Regions from separate parts of the Callithrix jacchus genome. Here region 2 is linked to region 1. The links are chromatin contacts, called in public Hi-C maps. All regions are on one chromosome and are shown on one strand. The core of a region is the stretch at or near the end of the contact, and the rest is flanking DNA. Distances in the headings are between cores, read along the strand shown.

Region 1 (4,861 bases), core at 812-3,311:
ATAACTAGCTATCCCAGAATCCAGAGCCAGTGACTGGCATGTGCCTGAGAGACTCTGGACCACGTCTCTCCATAATCCTTTTCCAGAGGGGCAGCCTGGACTCTCTCATTCTCCTCTCAACAGGGAAGAGAAAGGCCCTCTCCCTATCCCAGGCTCTAGCTGTCCTTCCTCTCCATGCCCCTCACAAGAGAACCCCAAGCCAGAGAATCAGGAAGTGCTAATCCAGCAAGCAGACAGCTCACCGAGAGCCACACTGTCCCCAAGTAACAAGGAACCCATCTGGCCACCTGTGTATCGCACATGAGGGTATGTGCGCACCAGCAATTGGGGGCTTTCGGGGTGAGAGAGAGGACGACAAGAAGGAAATCGCAGATCTCCTGAACAACATCTCTGGGGAGTTGTCTGGCCAGGCACTGCCACTGTCATGGCCCCCACCTCTGGCTCTCAGCCAGGCCAAGTGAGCCCCTTCCGTGCCAGCAGCTTCTGCTTGAGTCTGATTATTCTCAGAGCCTCAGGGGCCTGGCTAGCAGAGGTACCGCAGGCCAAGGGCATCCAGCTCAGCACCCACACACCACCAGAAAGGGTAACCTGCACTTGCTTCCATCTCACCCCCCACCCCCACTGTCTAGAGAGAATAAGTCAGAATTCTTGACTGCCTGCGCTGGGCACGGCCCAAGAGCTCACCTGTGGATCAGAGGAGCGGGACAACTTATCTGAAGCCACGCAGCAAACAGCGGCAGAGCCCACACTAAGACACAGGGCCCCTGAATCCCAGAGCTGGGCTCTGACCACCAAACAGAGGCTGGATAAACAAGCAAATGAGGAAACAGCTGGAGGGATCTTGGGCCATGCCCAAATCCCACTGCCCTTGCTCTGGTGACTCTGAGGGCAGCAGGAACAGCTGCCACCTACTGAGCCCTTACCAGGCCTTCATGAAGTGAATAACGGGGGCAATAGTAATAAGCACTGGTAATGATGCCAGCAACATCGCCTCGGGCCGGGTGCCGCATAATGCCCTTCCCCTACGCCAGTGCTCTTCATCCAAAGCCCCTGCAGGCTCTGGCAGACAGGATCACATTGCAGAAAGGGCCTGGAGGGGATAGATCACATCCCCCAGCGGGGCCGGGGCAGCAGCCTGCAATCACTCCTGTTCCTATTTCCCCAGGGACACCCGTATGGGGTAGGCAAAGGCCATACACAGCCTTGCTTCCCCTCAGGTTCAATTTTGCCACCAAATGAGCTGCAAATGCTACTTTTGGTTTCCAAGGTGTTCTTTGGATTTCCAAATTGCAGAGAAGGGACGGGGGCCTGCATTGTCACTAGTTTGATAAATGAGGAAACGGAGCACAGGGAGGCTGAGTAGCACGCTCAGGATGTCAAAGCAGTGGTTCCACAGCCGAGGCCCTTGGCCACCGCTCCGCATTTTTATAAGTGCCACAGTCTGTGTTCGCTTCAACGTGGGTGGCAGGGCAGGGAGAAGCAGGTTTATTCTCAGTTTATAGAAGCAGAACCCAAGGCTCCACAGGTCACATGCCATGCCAAGGTCCCCAACTTCCCCAATGCTGCTCTGAGAACAGTGGCTGCGGGTGACAGGGGAAGGAAGAACAGAGGGGCTGCCTGCAGACCACAGCAGGTCACTCCCACCCACCTGCCTGGGAGCCCTATCTCCTTTCAAAAGGCCTTTCTTCCTTAGGCTCAAATGAGCCCCACCCCCTGCCAAGCCCTGTCTGCCAGAATAAACACCACCGACAGTGTGTTTAGTCTTCCACTGAGATTTACAACACGCTGGGAAAGAAAAAAATAAATCATTCATTCCAACTTGGGCGATACAGTGGCACCAGAATTTCCTCGCAAAGCCAGAAAATTTCCCCCTGCCTTCCAGAAAAAGTGGTGGTGGGCTAAGGTGAGGCACAGTGGGACTAGGGGGTGTGGGGTGTGGGCTCTAAAGGGAAAAATGGGGGCGGGGTACAAGCACAGAGCCTGGCGGGGGTCAGGAAACCCACATCTCCGAACAAGTCCGGGACTGGGGCTGATAGGACAGCTCTAAGGCTAAGCTCCTCATCGTCAGCCAAGCAGACTTAAGCAGCCCTTGGGAGGGCAGCGTGGTGTACAGGGAGGCATGGGCCTTGGGTCCAAGGGATCAGGATGGAAATCCCCACTCTGATGCATCCAAGCTGTATGTGTCAGTGGCCGAAAGACACTTTGCTTTCCTGGGCCTCAGTTTCTTCAAATGGAAAATGTTTGTAAATTTCACACGTGTATTTCAGCTCAAATTTCTAGCTCAGCTCCTGGCATGTGGTTGCTGCCCACTCGGTGGGTGCTATCTTTATTACTGTGAGATGGTGAATCATATGGGGTGAGAGGGTAGACTGCCCGAGACCCCTGCAGAGGCATCCAGCTTCTGAGTCATAGGAATCAGCTCACCTGGGCCGGCTTCTACTCCACCCTGATTATATCACTGTGTCCTAAGGAAGCTCCAGTGCCATAAGGCAGAAATGAAGACCTGATCCCACATCCATTTTGCCGGGAAAGGAATTTCCCTCCCTTAATTGCTGGTCTCCAGTCTCATAGCCAAACAAGCTGCTTTTCATTTACAAAATCCATTATTTTCCACTTTCGCCTTGACTGCCAGGAAGCTCGGTGCCCAAGTTAGCCCTTAGCTACTAAGAGTATCTTGTCCTCTGGTTTCAGGAACAACTGCCTTCCTCTCTCTTGATGTAGGTTCTGCTCTCATTTTGACCTTAGCTATCCTGAGCCTATGTTGGGAGCCAGATCGAATTCTCCCGGGAAACAAGAATAAAGGATAATTTTTATTTATTTTATAAATAAAATAAATATGATTTATTTGCTTAAATAAATAAGTAAAACAGATTCAGGCAGGAACTGCCACAGTGAAAATTTCACAGGCATGAATTCAGAAGCCAGGCTTCCTGGGTTCCAGTTCTGGCCCTGCCACTTTACTAGCTGTGTGAACTTGGACAAGCTGCTTGATCTCTCTGTGACCCAGCTTCCTCATCTGAAAATGGAGGTTATTGATGCCCATGATCTCACAGGATTGTTGTGAGGAATAATTAATGCAGTTGGTGTGAAGCGCTGAGCTCCAGGCTTGTTCTAAGTTCTACTAAGTGTTAGTTGTTGAGCTCAGTTTCCTTCCAAGAGGGATCTTGGGCAACTTGACCTCCCAGTGGTAAAGTGCAGGAGCCCATCTGGCTGCCGGCTCTGCCACCCTCACTGTTGGACAAGAACTGGTGGCACTGGAAGCAGGGACCCCAGGGTCTGCTAGGCCACAGGCCACATTCGGCAGGGTCTGGGGACGGGTGAACTCAGGACTCGGAGTCAGGGCGCCTAGGCTGCCCGTACTCTTTCATCTGCAGGACGGAGATTCTCCTGCTACCTTGAGAGGGCCTAGTGAGGATCACCGAGAGGAGGAGTGTAACGTGGTATATGCACTGTCCTTGGTATATGCTGTGCATGGACTCAGGTGCAGGTTAGGGTCACTGTTATCAACGTGGTTATTGCTATTCATCTCAGAGCATCTGCTTCTCCTTCTGTCAACATAAAACCCTGCAGAGCCATTGTGAGGACAAGATGACGTATGGAAAGCTTCTAGAAGATACCATGTGCACACAGTAGGTGCTTCATATATAATAAGTGGATAACTGTGGCTCACAGCTGCTCACCCAATAGCCATCCTCGGCTCTTTGTGTCTCTGTCTTTGGAATCTGACAGTTGGCTACTCACATTCTCAGCCTCCTTTGCAACGAGGGTGGCTTTGTAACTCAGTCTGGGGAAGTCTGTTGGATGCTTTTGGTTTTCTTTTTTTTGAGACAGGGTCTCACTCTGTTGCCCAGGCTCTGTTGCATGGCTTACTGTAGCCTCAACCTCCCGGCCTCAAGTGATCCTCCTGCTTCAGCCTCCTGAGTAGCTGGGACCACAGGTGTACACCACCATGCCCAGCATTTAAGAAATTTTTTTGTAGAAATGGGGTCTCATCATGTTGCCCAGGCTGGTCTCAAAGTGATCCCCCCAAGTCTGCCTCCCTAAGCATTGGTTACAGGTGTGAGCCACCGCACACAGTCAGGGCTTGCTTTTCTGATAAAAGGGATGGCCATGGCTGGCACTGCACATTTCCCCATCTTCTGGCCACAGCAGCACAGATGCCGTGCCTGGTTCTATGGCAGCTGCCTTGGATCCATGAGGTAAGCAGCACGATGCAGGAAAACCATCCCAGCAAGGATGCTGAACAGCCAGAACCAGGGCCGCCGAGCTTCCAAACCAGACTTCCGGTTATGTCAACCGCAGACGCCCTTCAAGTCTGAGTCTGATTTTCTATTTCTGAAAGCTGAACATCTCCCTTCCGACCCCTCATTTGTGGGTGAGTGGCATAATAATTGCTAAAGCATCTTGATAACAAGCCTGACATTTGTTGAGTACTTATGGTGCTCTGTGCTATGCGTTTCACTCAGATAATCTCAAGTATCTTTGCAACCACTCTGAGCGTTCAGTTTTCTTATTGTCCCCATTTCACAGGCGGTGGAGCAGACACATAGAGGCAAGCAGCTTGCCCAAGGCCACACAGCTAGAAAGCAGTGGGTCAGGCTGAGATCCAGGCCCAGCAGCGATTTCCCACACCTGCTGCCTTCTCCTCTAATGCTCCCCCATTTGATTACATGGAATATCATCCAGGAGGCCATCCCTGACACCAACTGGGTCTGTCTGTGACAACTGGGGGGATTTTTGTCAATCCCCCACGTGGCTGGTCCAGCCTAGTGATGGGGCAGGGAGGGAGAGGGGGCTTACCTTGCCCACGTTGAAGTAGAAGAGGGCCCCAGCCGTCACCTGGGCAATGAGGATCAGGAGA
Region 2 (5,472 bases), core at 209-2,708, 490 kb before region 1:
TCAACATTTTGGTCTGGTGCTTTGCTGGGTGCTGCGACCCTTGAGGGCCAGCTTGCCCACACTGCTCTGTTGTTCGGGGCGCTGCTCAGCCTCTCGTAGCGTGAGGGCTAGGCCCAGGAGAAAAACTCTAGGGCACGGAATTAGATCATGTGGGGCAAGTTTTCACTGAGCCTCAATCCCTCAGCTATAAAAAGTAAGTCAACTTACAGGGCCATTGCGAAACAGAGCAGCACAGCTATATTTGAAAGTGCTGGACGACAGCAGGGATAACCATCGGCCTCATGCGTCCTTACTTGGTGCCAGGTCCTGAGCTAAGCCCCTTTCTTACGTGATTTCACTTAGTCCTCACCATTAAAGGTAGATTGGTGTTATCGTTTACTTTATTGCTGAGGTATAATTTATATACGTAATATATATACAGTGCATGTATGTTCTATATATACAGTAAAAGTACACAAACCTTAAGTTTACAACTCAATAACTTTTTTAAACTTTGTGATTATCAAGACAGAGGTTATTTCTGAGATCCTCAAAGGTCCCCTCAAGCTCCCTCTTGGTCAATACCCTGCCAAAAGTTAACGCTTAAGTTTGGGTTATTTGTCCTGGTCTTACAGATGGGGAAACTGAGGCTCAGGGAGGAACTGTGAACTGCTCAAAATCACAAAGCTGCAAAAGGGCAGGGCCTAGATTTGTCTGTCTCTACCAAGGCACATGGCGATCCATGCAGGCTATACAAATTCTTTTCTCGTCCTCATTTCCCATCTTCCTTCATCTTCCTCCTTATCCTCCTCCAACTTTTCGTCCTTCACCACGCTCCCCACTTGCTGTAGTTTCATATTTCTACCACCAGATGGCGTTAAAGGATCAACTGCAGAGTCCAGACTGGGCTCTAGGTCCCGGGAGGAGGGGGCCTGGCGGGTGGTCAGGGTTTCTGGGCTTTGGGGAGGGATGCCGAGGAAAGCTGCTGGTGACCATCCTCAGTCTTGTCCAGTAGACATGGCAGAGGCAACTGTCCAGTGATGACCAGACAAGAGAATGAAAATGCAAGGCTAGGGCTCACGCTTAGATGAGCACTGGGCTGGGAGGAAGGAGACTTGGGTTCTCTGTTACCCTCATCACACTCTGAGTCAGCTCCTGCGCACACAGTAAGTGGGCCTTACCACGCCAGGTGAACCGTTCTGCCCATCTCTCTGCATCTGCTGTTCTGTACATCACGCCTGCTGTCCCCTTCATGGTCAACCAGTTCATACTAACCTGCTTGGCAAGCCCAGCCCAATTGCTGCTGTTCCTGGGAAACCCACCCTGACTGCTTGGGCATCGAACTGATGACTTGGCTGCCCCCGTGCAATGGGCCAGGCACCACGTTCTGTGGGCAGAGGCTTGCCTGGCATTTCTAGCATCCACTGGGGTGGCCACCCAGGGCTGAGGGCCCAGGGTGTATGTGACCGGGTGTCTGGACCTAATGGACTGGGGTGGCATGGGGGAAGGAAGCTGTGGTGGGGTGCGAGGGAGGCTCATGCAGAGGATGTTGGTGCTTTTCTACTCCCTTCCTGGGAGTGGCTGGATCGCAGAGGGCAGTGTTGGGGCCCCAGCTGGGGTGCTTCCCTTCATGCCTGCCCTGGGGGAGGGCTGTGAGGCTGAGCTTTAGTTTTCCCTTATCAGTGTCCAGCTGGTATCTGCCAACTCCACCCTCTGGAAAGTCAGCCTTGCAGAAACTAAGACAGGAAGAGCCCTTGGGGATCATTAATCACACATGGGCCCAGGTCACACAGGCTCTCAGCAATGAGGCTGTGGCTCCACACAGCCTCTAGCTCTCAGCCCTGAATATCTTTTTAAAAAACTTTTTCGAGACGGAGTCTCATTCTGTTGCCAGGCTGGAGAGCAGTGGCGCAATCTCAGCTCACTGCAATCTCGGCGTTCTGGGTTCAAGTGATTCTCCTGCCTCAGCCTCCCGAGAAGCTGGGACTACAGGTGCACGCCACCATGCCTGCCTAATTTTTGTTATTTTTAGTAGAGACACTTTTCACCATGTTGTCCAGGATGGTCTCGATTGCCTGACCTTGTGATCCCCCTGCCTTGGCCTCCCTAAGTGCTGGGATTACAAGTGTGAGCCACCGCACCCAACCTTTTTTTTTTTTTCCCTAGACGGAGTCTTGCTCTGTCACCTGGCTGAAGTGCAGTGGTGTGATCTCCGCCTACTACAACCTCCACCTTCCAGATTCAAGCGATTCTCTTGCCTCAGCCTCCCAAGTAGCTGGGATTACAGGCATGCACCACCAGGCCCAGCTAACTTTTGTATTTATAGTAGAGACCAGGTTTCACCATATTGGCCAGGCTGGTCTCAAACTCCTGACTTCGTGATCCACCCACCTCAGCCTCCCAAAGTGCTAGAATTACAGGCGTGAGCCACCATGCCCAGCCAAATACCTTCTTTTGACACTTGAAGGAGACCTCCCAGGTCTGAAGACCGGGCAATTCTCTGCTCAGCAGCATGGCAGCACCCCCTCCCTAGCTGCAAGTTCTCCTTAGCTCCCTCCTCTGATGGAACAGCACACCTCTCAGCCCAGTAAGGTGACTGAGGTGCAGGAAGTGTGGGGAAAGGGAGAATCTGCTTTCCCTAGTGAAAGTCCTCAACACTTGTCCCTCTGTTGGAAGGTGCTAGAGCTGGTTAAGAGCCCAGCATTTATATTTATATCCCTGAGTGCAGATTCCATCTCTGCTTCTTATTGTCTGTAAGATCCTGGGCAAATGCTTACACTTTGGAAGTTTCTTCTCTGAGAAGTGGGACTAACCTAGTTCCTACCTCAGTCGGTTATTGGGCACATTCATTGAGAGAAAATATGCAAAATATATAGCACAGTCCTGGCCCATAGTAAGTGTTCAATAAAAGGCAGTTTCTGTTGTGACTGTTAGGAGCTCAGTCCCAGTGAGAAGGCTTAGTTCCATAAAGAGAGGAAATGCCCATTTGAGGATGGGAAACTGTTGATTGGCTGATAGGTATGCAAATAACCTCTGTGATGTCAACATACTCTGGACCTATGGAAGAGAGGGCTGCAGCTCAGAGTGATCTCACCAGCCAATCAGCAGAAGCTGCAGATGATGAGCACCTATGGGTGAGTGTGGCTTGAGAAGGGGAGGGAGGAAAGAAGAGGCAGACAGAAGGACTGAGAGTTCAGAGCTGTCAGTCAGGAGACCTGGGCTCCCTCTCTAACTCTGTAAATGAAGAGCTATCTGGGCAGGCTATGAAAAGCTGAGCATAAGTTTCTTCACCTGTGACATGGGGTGGCCCCTCTGCCTATTTTTTTCTCATGGGGTGAGTGTGAGGATCACCCATCACTCTGATGTCTAGGACAAGGTTCTGAAAGGTACAAAGAGGTCTCAGTCACTCAGATTTTGGCGACAATTAGTGAATCTGTATGGCTGAGGGATTGCTCTTAATTACTTTAACTTTCAAATTTCATTTAAGCCTTTGGATGGAACTATTTTTAGAAATGTGATAGATTTTCTGACTTCATTAAATAGTATAATTAATGAAGGTCGTGTTGATGCATTCACAATCTGCCAGATGATGCCATTTTATGATGCTTAAAAAAAAAAAAAAAAAAGCTTTGGTCTCCTGATGTTAGCAGCAGCCCTCACTGCTATCATTGCACCTACTTCTCAATTCTTCTCCCATCCTGTAAAACTTTCTACTTCTAATTCACTGTGAATTTGAGAGTCAGACCCACAACTCTGTCAGAATGACTGGTGAAGTAATAAGAACTGGGTCCCAAGACAGAGCCTGAGGAGCTCACAAGTGTATGAGCTTTAGAACAGGCAGTCTAGGCTGAGAGCGGTGGCTCACACCTGTAATCCCAGCACTTTGGGAGGCCGAGCTGGGCAGATCACAAGGTCAGGAGTTCAAGACCAGCCTGGCCAACATGGTGAAACCTTGTCTCTACTAAAAATACAAAAATAAGCTGGATGTGGTGGCGGGCACCTGTAATACCTGCTACTTGGGAGGCTGAGGCAGGAGAATCACTTGAAACTGGATGGCAGAGGTCACAGTGAGCCGAGATCGCACCACTGCACTCCATCCTGGGCGACAGAGAAAGACTCAGTCTCAAAAAAAAAAAAAAAAAGAAAGAAAAGAAAGAAAGAAAAAAAAATCAATGCTTGAAGAAATGTTTTCTAAAAATCACATTTTAAAGATTGTGCCGCTGCACTCCAGCCTGGGAAAAAAAAGGAAACTCCATCTCAAAAAAAACAAAAAAGAATAGGCAGTCTAAGCTAGAAAGAATGATTAAGACCTACTATTTGATAGCACAACAGGGTGAGTACAGTCAATCATAACTTAATTTTACATGTTAAAATAATGAAAAGAGTGTGATTGGATTGTTTGTAACACAAGGGATAAATGCTTGAGGGGTGGATACCCTACTCTCCATGATGTGATTACGGCACATTGCATGCCTGTATCAGAACATCTCTTGTGCCCCATAAATATATACACCTGCTATGAAGCCACAGAAATTAAAAATAAAAAGTTAAAATAAAAAAAGGCAGTGTAAGGCAGGCTCCTCCTTCTGGTCTCGGCTGTGGACCCATGAGATGTGGGCCCAGAGCCTGTGATCTTAATCTCAGGTCCACCAGGTGTCCTGCGGCCATTTCTACTGCTCTGCTGCCCCCGCCCCAGTCTATCCTTGCCTCCTCCCTCAGCTGGCTTTCTGCAGTAGCCCTCCAGCTAGACATCCCTCCTGCCAATGATCCCTCTCCAGTCCAGTCCACCTCGACACACTATCAGCCATTTTCCAGAATCTGATTACCTTCTTTTGATGCTTGAAACACTTTACTGCATCTTCAGAGCTGCAGAATCCAGCTCAAACTCCCTTGCTTAGTACAACACTCACCAAGAGCCCATCCTTGGGGGTCTTCTAGCCTCACTTTCACCCACCCTCCTGTTCCCACATCTTCTGTGTGACCCTTTTCCGTACCCACTGTGGGGCACTGCATTTCTCAGGCTTCGCAGTGCTGTTCTTTCTGACATCCCCCAACTTCCTCACCTGGGAAAATACAACCCAGGTGTCACCCTCTCCAGGAATTCTCCATTGTCCTTTTCTAGACTTAATTGAATTGTTCCTCACCACTACCCCATAGTCATGGTAGTGGTTAAAATTATGGATCCTGGGACCCAACCACATGGATGCAAATCCCAGCTCGGTCTCCACAAAGCTGTGTGAGCCTGGGCAAATCGCCTGGCCTGGTTTCCCACCTGTAAAGTGGAACTAGAGTCAGTAGCAACCTCACTGACGTCATCCTGTGTCAAGCTCTATCTTGTAATGCTTGGTTTCCAGTCTCCCCCACTAACCCCAAGCTTTTCAAGGGCAGGGACAGTTCCATTCATCTGCACTCTTCCTTCCTGATGTCTGGTGCAGAGTCAGGCACACAGCCCCTACTCAGTGATGGCCAAATGCAAGAATGGATGTGAAGGCC

The links. Hi-C and Micro-C count contacts between places; a contact is called where the count stands out from the background.
Region 2: a contact with region 1 is called in a Hi-C map of induced pluripotent stem cells, with 5 times the contacts expected there. The contact joins two enhancer-like sites. A contact is called at or near these places in 3 of 3 Hi-C or Micro-C datasets (induced pluripotent stem cells and skeletal muscle).

The regions. Positions count from the first base shown.
Region 1 is chr10:109,637,806-109,642,666 of calJac240_pri, reverse strand. It overlaps CD82 (CD82 molecule), which reads right to left. Exons shown (of 11, transcript XM_009007975.5): 7 at 4,801-4,861. Among named protein-coding and RNA genes, the nearest start is that of CD82, 43 kb to the right of the region's middle. Within about 2 kb of position 2,061, at least 3 of the 16 cell types and tissues checked have an H3K27ac peak or open chromatin away from gene starts, as enhancers often do.
Region 2 is chr10:110,129,512-110,134,983 of calJac240_pri, reverse strand. No RefSeq gene overlaps it. Among named protein-coding and RNA genes, the nearest start is that of PRDM11, 38 kb to the left of the region's middle. Within about 2 kb of position 1,458, at least 2 of the 16 cell types and tissues checked have an H3K27ac peak or open chromatin away from gene starts, as enhancers often do.